2 separate regions of the Rattus norvegicus genome follow, and region 2 is linked to region 1. The links are chromatin contacts, called in public Hi-C maps. All regions are on one chromosome and are shown on one strand. Each heading gives the region's core, a stretch centred on a gene start, on an enhancer-like site or on the middle of the called end of the contact. The rest is flanking DNA. Distances are from core to core; before and after follow the strand shown.

Evidence for each region. A called contact is a pair of places that touch in the nucleus more often than the background predicts.
Region 2: a contact with region 1 is called in a Hi-C map of frontal cortex, with 2.7 times the contacts expected there. The contact joins the promoter of Marchf10 here to the enhancer-like site in region 1. A contact is called at or near these places in 6 of 12 Hi-C or Micro-C datasets (the A7r5 cell line, the Rat2 cell line, Schwann cells and 3 more) and 1 of 1 datasets of contacts at active chromatin or transcription factors (oligodendrocytes).

Annotation. Positions count from the first base shown.
Region 1 is chr10:90,835,126-90,838,504 of GRCr8, forward strand. Marchf10 (membrane associated ring-CH-type finger 10) reads right to left here. Exons shown (of 12, transcript NM_001013973.1): 11 at 1,123-1,165. Among named protein-coding and RNA genes, the nearest start is that of Mrc2, 75 kb to the left of the region's middle. Within about 2 kb of position 1,621, at least 43 of the 93 cell types and tissues checked have an H3K27ac peak or open chromatin away from gene starts, as enhancers often do. A contact at or near this core is called in Schwann cells, where this site is marked.
Region 2 is chr10:90,919,544-90,922,922 of GRCr8, forward strand. Marchf10 (membrane associated ring-CH-type finger 10) reads right to left here and starts at 1,891. Exons shown (of 12, transcript NM_001013973.1): 1 at 1,736-1,891; 2 at 880-961. It overlaps LOC108352144 (a long non-coding RNA gene), which reads left to right. Exons shown (of 3, transcript XR_005490476.2): 1 at 1-2,305; 2 at 2,945-3,031.

The sequences.
Region 1 (3,379 bases), core at 371-2,870:
TCCAGGAGCTCCTTTTGTATAAAGAAGGGCCTTCCCCATCTCTGAGCACCGCGAGCCTGGCTCCCTAGAACTGCGTGCCCTGAATAGCAAACTGGCTTCCCCAGGGTTGCAGTCTTGGCACCACCCTGGGGAGCTCTGGACTGGTGCAATGTCTCTTCTGGTCAGGTATTTATTTGTGGGGTTTAGGGGAGGGGTCCACGAAGCATCCCTGCAATGGGTTGCATCAACCCGGTCTGTGGGCTGTGCATGAAAGACACATTCCAGAGCCCCACCCCACCGCTGGAGTGGAGTCAATGCGAGGGCCCGGGAATCGGTGTTTAGGGTAAGTTCTGGAGATTGTTGATGCCAACGTGGGAATCACTCTCCTAAAGCTTGCAGGGCAGACCATTGTAAATTGTTTCCTTGAAGAACCCAGAGAGACCCAGTAGTCACATCCCTCCAATTCCCTGCGACGCTTATTCTCTCTGTGGATAGAGTCTTTCTTAAGGCTTGCCTCTGAGCGCTCTGCTTTAATTAGGCTCATTTTTCTCCAGGGGGAATTTCTATGGAATAAGAAACCCGTTTGAAGGAGACTGGAGACCTGTTGGCTTTGTTCAACCCCTGAATGCAACAGACTCACTTGATGTCCTTAATGGCATCAAAATCCAATCAAAACACTTGCTTGTCAAAGGAACCATCTCTCTGGTAATGGCTAATCAGCCTGCTTTTAGGATCCGGGGAGGAAAATCCCAGGCAGTATCCTGGCAAGAAAAAAAAAAAAAAAACCACACACACACACACACACACACACACACACACACACACACACACAAACCAACCAGTCCTCCATTAAGGGTTGGATGCTGAGGATCCTAACAAGGAAAGCTCTCTCTTCCGTCTAGTTGACCCTTTTCTTTGGTTTCAGGATGAATTAAAAAATCTTATCTGCCCCATATCCAACCGTCTGTCTTGATTGATTTTCAGCTAAGCCTAATGTTTCCCGAAGCTTGGCAGGGTTACTTTTGCCTCTGGGTGGTGGTCATAACTTCCTTCAAGGCTGTTAGGTTCAACACAGGAACAGAAAGGGGGCAACCCAGCAGACACCCTTAGAGGGGGCAGGACAGGATGGACCCCCAAACCTACTTTCGCTTTCTTCCGGTCTGGGTTGTGGGTAATTTCTTGACATCTATGAGAGAGAAGACAATGAGACATGAGTTGTTTTTACAATGCAACTGTGAACAGATATAGAACTCCCTGGCCTCAGAACGTCCTAGAACTCCCTGTGACTCGCCAAGGTGCCCAGGATCAGGGCTGCTTTTCTGCACCGATGGAGATCAGCTTGTCCCAAGGACAGTGCGGTGATAACCCAGGTCACCTTTGCTGCTTTGGGGCTTCTATATTTGGCAGTGTGAACAGACTTGCTTCCTTTCAGCAATTGATCTGAATAGCAGAATCCCTTTCTGATGGTCCCGGCACAATTTACAGGCAGCGGGGAGGGAAGCTGTGCTAATTGGCCACTTGCCTCGCCACTGGCTTTTAAACAATCGCTTGTATTCTCTGCTCAGCAGGAAGCTGCCGACCCGTCCAGGCCCTGGGCTCTCTTTGTTCTGATTTTATGGCATTTTATGCCACAATAAGAAATGCTGTGTACTCCGTGGGAGCCCACTGTGCCAGGCTGCAAGGATGTGGGCCCCATAGCCAAGGGCTTGGTGCTATTTCCCTGGGAAGAACGGGGACTTTGTGACTGGCTGAAGACAAAACAAGGGGTGCTGGACAATGTCACTGGTCAGCTCCCTGGGCTGGGTGGAGGCACCTCTTGTCCTCGGGCTCTTTTCTGTGCCCAAGGGAGGGGCAGGGGAAGGATGGGATTTCATCTAGAATAGCAGGTCCTGGTTACCTGTGGGTTTATACATCAGGATTGTACTAATCTCTATGCCTATGCTGTGGTCAGCCGAGGCAACCTCACCCTGCCACCCTCTGTGGCAGGTGCCCATAGATCACGGAGATAGACATCTGACCAACCCCCCCACTCTGTTCAACCAACCCCTGTCCTGCTGAGCAGAGGTCCTTTTCTAACCACGGGCCAAAGCTGGACTTTCCATGTTTGGGTAGATTTGACTCCTTGAACCCAGAGTTTCTGATTTTGTAGAAATAGCTGTAAATCGGAGTGGTCTGCAAGAATGGACCTGTGGCACCGTCTGCCTCCGAGGCCAGTCGGTGTGCTCCCTGTGACCTCTGGCACTACCCTAGCAGAGGACGAGGGGAAGGCACTCTCTTCTGAAGACACCAGTGGTCAAAGACAAGAATCAGATGAGGAGGAAGGCCATGATGGGGGCTCTGGGGGAACTGACTCGAAATAATGGCATGTCGAGTGTGGGTGTGAAAGGGAAATCCATTTAAATCTAACGTCCAGGTCCAGGCCAGACTGTGCCCATCAGACTACAGGACGAGCTAGGCTGCACGAACTGAGGCTGCCAGAGTCCTGTGGTCCCTGGAGATGCTCCTGTCACAGGCACCTGAGGAAGGGCCAGCTTTCTGCTGGGCACCTTCATAGAATAACATCAGTGCTTCCTTCAGCTGTCCTCTGAGCGAGGGCACACACACACACACACACGCACGCACGCAAGTGTGCGCACGCACGCACGCACGCACACACACACACGCGCACACACACATGCACGCACGCACACATACACATAAACACACATACACACACGCACGCACACATACACACATGCACACCCGCACACACACATGCATGCACACATACACATACACACACATACACACTCGCACACACACACACATGCACGGACGCACGCATGCACGCAGCTGAGCATGTATTTGGGGAGGGAGGAAGAGAATATTATCACCCATGCTCTCTGCTGGGCCCCTTATCTCTCTAAGCCACTGTAAGGGCCACACAGCTGGCTTCCTCCAGTCTACCCTGCAGGTGTCTCCTGCCCTTATCACTCAAATACCAGGGTGTCAGTCCCAGGCTGGAAACTGTCCAGTAGCCTCCAGAGCCACCCCTCAGCCTTTCAGCCCTGCACCCTGCCTACACCGCAGGCTCACTTCCTGCCACACAGCCCCTGTCACACAGCTTCTTGATATCCTCTGACTCTGCAGGTTTCCATGTCTCCATACTGCATGGCTTCTGTATGGGGTATACTTTCCCAGTCCACCATCCCGGTCCGTCTGCCACCATCTTTGATGTTCAGGCTAAGCATCATCTCCTTTGCACTTCAGCTGACAAAAGCCATGGCAGCAACATGGCCAAAGCAGCAAGGACCCAGGGCAAAGGACACACCCTGCCGGGTCAAAGGCCAGGGTTTCCCAGCAGCAGTATAGGGAGGGAATCCTGGCTGGAGATCTGCCCTGGAGAAGTGTGTAGAAGAGG
Region 2 (3,379 bases), core at 641-3,140, 85 kb after region 1:
CGGAAGCCCGCCTCCAATTCCTGTTTATCGTCCACTGGAGCTCCTTCATGGAATGTTACACATTTTTAATGACTAACTACGGCACGCTCTCAGCTCCTCAGGAATGGCAGGGGAGACAGTCACTGACCAAACCCTCAGGTGTGTGTGCTCTGTGGCTTTCTTCCCTCCTCCGTTTTATTCGGTGTGAGTAGATATCGACAGCTTGTGCCTGACTCATGGTGACCCATGAGCATCTCATCTGGGAGTTGTGAAATCTTTCAAGGTTTATCATTTACTCCTGAGCAGCATGGAGGGTTTCCGGGTCCCCAGGGGGATGAATTTTACTTAAGATACACAGTGGGTCTTTGCGAGTTAGGGTCTGGAACTATAATAGATAGTTCTATAGTTTGTAAAACTTCTAAATAGGGTCATGTGACTCCCCTCTTAAAACTAGCTAATATTCTCCCCGTGATAAGGACCAAGTTGACACACCAACCTTTGTCCTGTAAGAACCAACCTGAGCCGACTCTATGGAACCCTTCCACCACCCCACACACCACACTTTGCTATGTTCTCTTAAGTGCTCAGAGCAGTTTGGACTTGCTTTCCTTTGGCTCAGGATGGTTGGGGTGAGCCGTTCCCCATCTTGCACTTTAAAAGGCCTGCGGCTCTGCCCTCATCTGTTATTTCTAACATTTATCAGCAACTGTGTTGGTCAGACTTCCGTGACTGTAACAGGGATTCTGAGGTAAGTAAAGGCACACTAAAGATTTTGTGTGTGTGTGTGTGTGTGTGTGTGTGTGTGTGTGTGTGTGTGTGTTTTGCCGGGGGTGGATTTCGGCAGACATTCATGGATTATACTTTCAAAGATCACACTTAGCTTTTCAAATAAATTTGTACCTGCATAGAATGAAGTCTGTTCCCCCTTTTTTCAGAAAAAAACGATGTGGTTAAAAACAGAAAGATGGACCCCCTGCTGCTCCTGTGGAAGAGAAGCCTGTCTGAGTATCAATCGGGCAGAGAACACCAGGATTCATAAGGAAACTACATTCATGGCCGCCAAGGGCACAGCCCATGGTCCAGTTAGATGGGGTACAAAGTTAACACAGCTAAACCGGTTAATCTATCGTGGCCTCGGGGTGGTATAATTTAAGGGAGGTTCTTAGTCAGGAGGCATGGAATAACCTGGCCTGACCAGTCAGGAAACAGTATCACTGAAAGGACTTCCTAAGTTTTCCTGACTTCACAATCATCTTCAAAACAAAGAACTTTAACACTGCCCAGGAGACTCTCCCCCACCCATCACAAACTCTGTCACACTGCATTTCCCTGTAAAAATAAACAGTTGAAACACCACAGTGCCACAAGTATTTTCTTATTTAACTATTGTCAAGACCCTATGAGGTTAAACAGTTTCCTTGGAATTAGAGACAGACACCAAGGGGACAGTAGATTGTCTCAGGTTAGGAAAAGTCTCCAGATGAACTTGAATTTTAGGCTGTACTACAAGTTTGAAAAACTGACCAGAATAAACAAGAAATAGAAATAACTATATAGGAATAAATCCAGAGGAAAATGATGCTTAATTCCCAGACTATCTTTTTGTGGGCCTACTCAACCAGATGGCCATTTGAAGCCAAGGATTTTTTTTTTTCAGATATAGGCAGGCGCTAGAGTGCTGTGTGTGGGGGCAGGAAATAAAACATGGGCAAGGCGTGATTCTGAAATCATAACCCGTGCTCTCTTCTGTTCTCACCTTTGAACTGCTTCTTGTTCTGAAAATCACGCATGATCATGCGTACCTCTGTTGTAAGCCTCTGGTGACAAAGCACTGGACCAAGCTTTTGTTTTTAGAAATCCGTGTGAAACGCCATGCTAAGGAGAGGGTAAGGGCCAGGGATGAGGAGGTTCGTGAGGCAGGGAGAGGGAGTGGCTCCGCCAGGCCCCAAAATTCCACATGTCTGTGAAATTTCAATGAGGAATATTCTAAGAACTCTGTGACATTTGAATTCCTCTCTGGCATAACTGTCTAGGGAATTCAGACAGAGACACCCTGACTTAGAACAGGAGCAACAGGAGACGTTTCTTTCCAGTCTCTAAACGCACCACACGTCTGTACATATAAATGCACATGCACATTCCTGTGTACAAAAAGTCTCCTTTTCTGTGACTGTATTTGTCATCATCATCAACAACAACAACAACAAAAACGCTGACCGGAAAGAAGTGCTTTTAAAATAAGCTGTCTTATCATTTTCTCTCTGTGTTCTCTCTGTGAAATATTATTAAAACTATACTGTCTTTGAGTTTGGCAAATAAACACAAGGTAAATTTAACCTCGTTATGCTGAAGCTTCGTCTGAAGCAAGTTGTAAATAGCTCTGTTACTACCTGACAATCAGGTTTATAAATTCCTCCATTTCCACGATTGGGTGCTTGGGAGAGGATTTCAGAAGACTTTAATCCAAACTTTTCCACAACGAATTAATTTGTAATGACAAGAATTACAGGTTTTTGTTTTGTTTTCTTTTTTTTTTTTTTTCAATTTTAGTTTGGAAAAAAAATCTTAGTTTTTTTTTTTTTTAAACTTGGGTTGAATATAAGTTTGGTGACTTAGGCCCGTTCTATATTTCAGAGGCTGAGGGCTTGAGGCAGTGGGGCGGGGGCGGGGGGGACTGTTCCAATTTAACGTAGGAAATAAAGGTTGGGGTGGAGGGGTGTTTGATAGACCTAGCTAACACATACGGACTATTAAGCCCAGAGCAGAGACTGTGTAATTGGAAAAATGAAAAGAACATCACAAGTTTGACAAGCGATTGGGTTCTACCATTAATAATACCATCGTTTTCACACTTAAAAGCTGTTTCTTGGACTTGTTAGACCAATGTAGCTGTGCGGGGTGGGTGGCTGGGGGAACTACCAGTGTGCAAAACCGTCTAGACTCCAGTTAAATCTGTTCCTTTTAGGTAGAAACGAACTGGAGCTGGGGTCAGCCTGAAGAAGAGAGGGGCGCTAAGAGGTCTGATTTCCCTTCAGAATCTTAAGTTTAAAAGGTAAAGTTGATCCTCAGTTCTGGGAAGGCTAGAGCGGGGGCCGGTTACCTTGGGGATCAGCACTTTCGCCCCTCACTAGGGGCTAAAGGGACTGCGTGGCGGAGCGGGTGGGTAGGCCCACAGCAGAAGAGCCGCCCATCAATCGTGCGTGGGGCCGGTCCTGGGCTCCTCTTCCTCCCCTACGCCTCACGTCTTCCTCCCTCTAGCGGCCCCTCTTCCTTCTCCTCCCTGGAGGCAGCTGTCCGCCGCGGCCTCCGGCCTTTTTCGGGGTGGAGACGGTGGGGGCGGCTGCCTGGCGTCCTCCCGTTTCCTTGGCAACCGGGCCTCCCTCCTCGCGCGGAGCTTGTG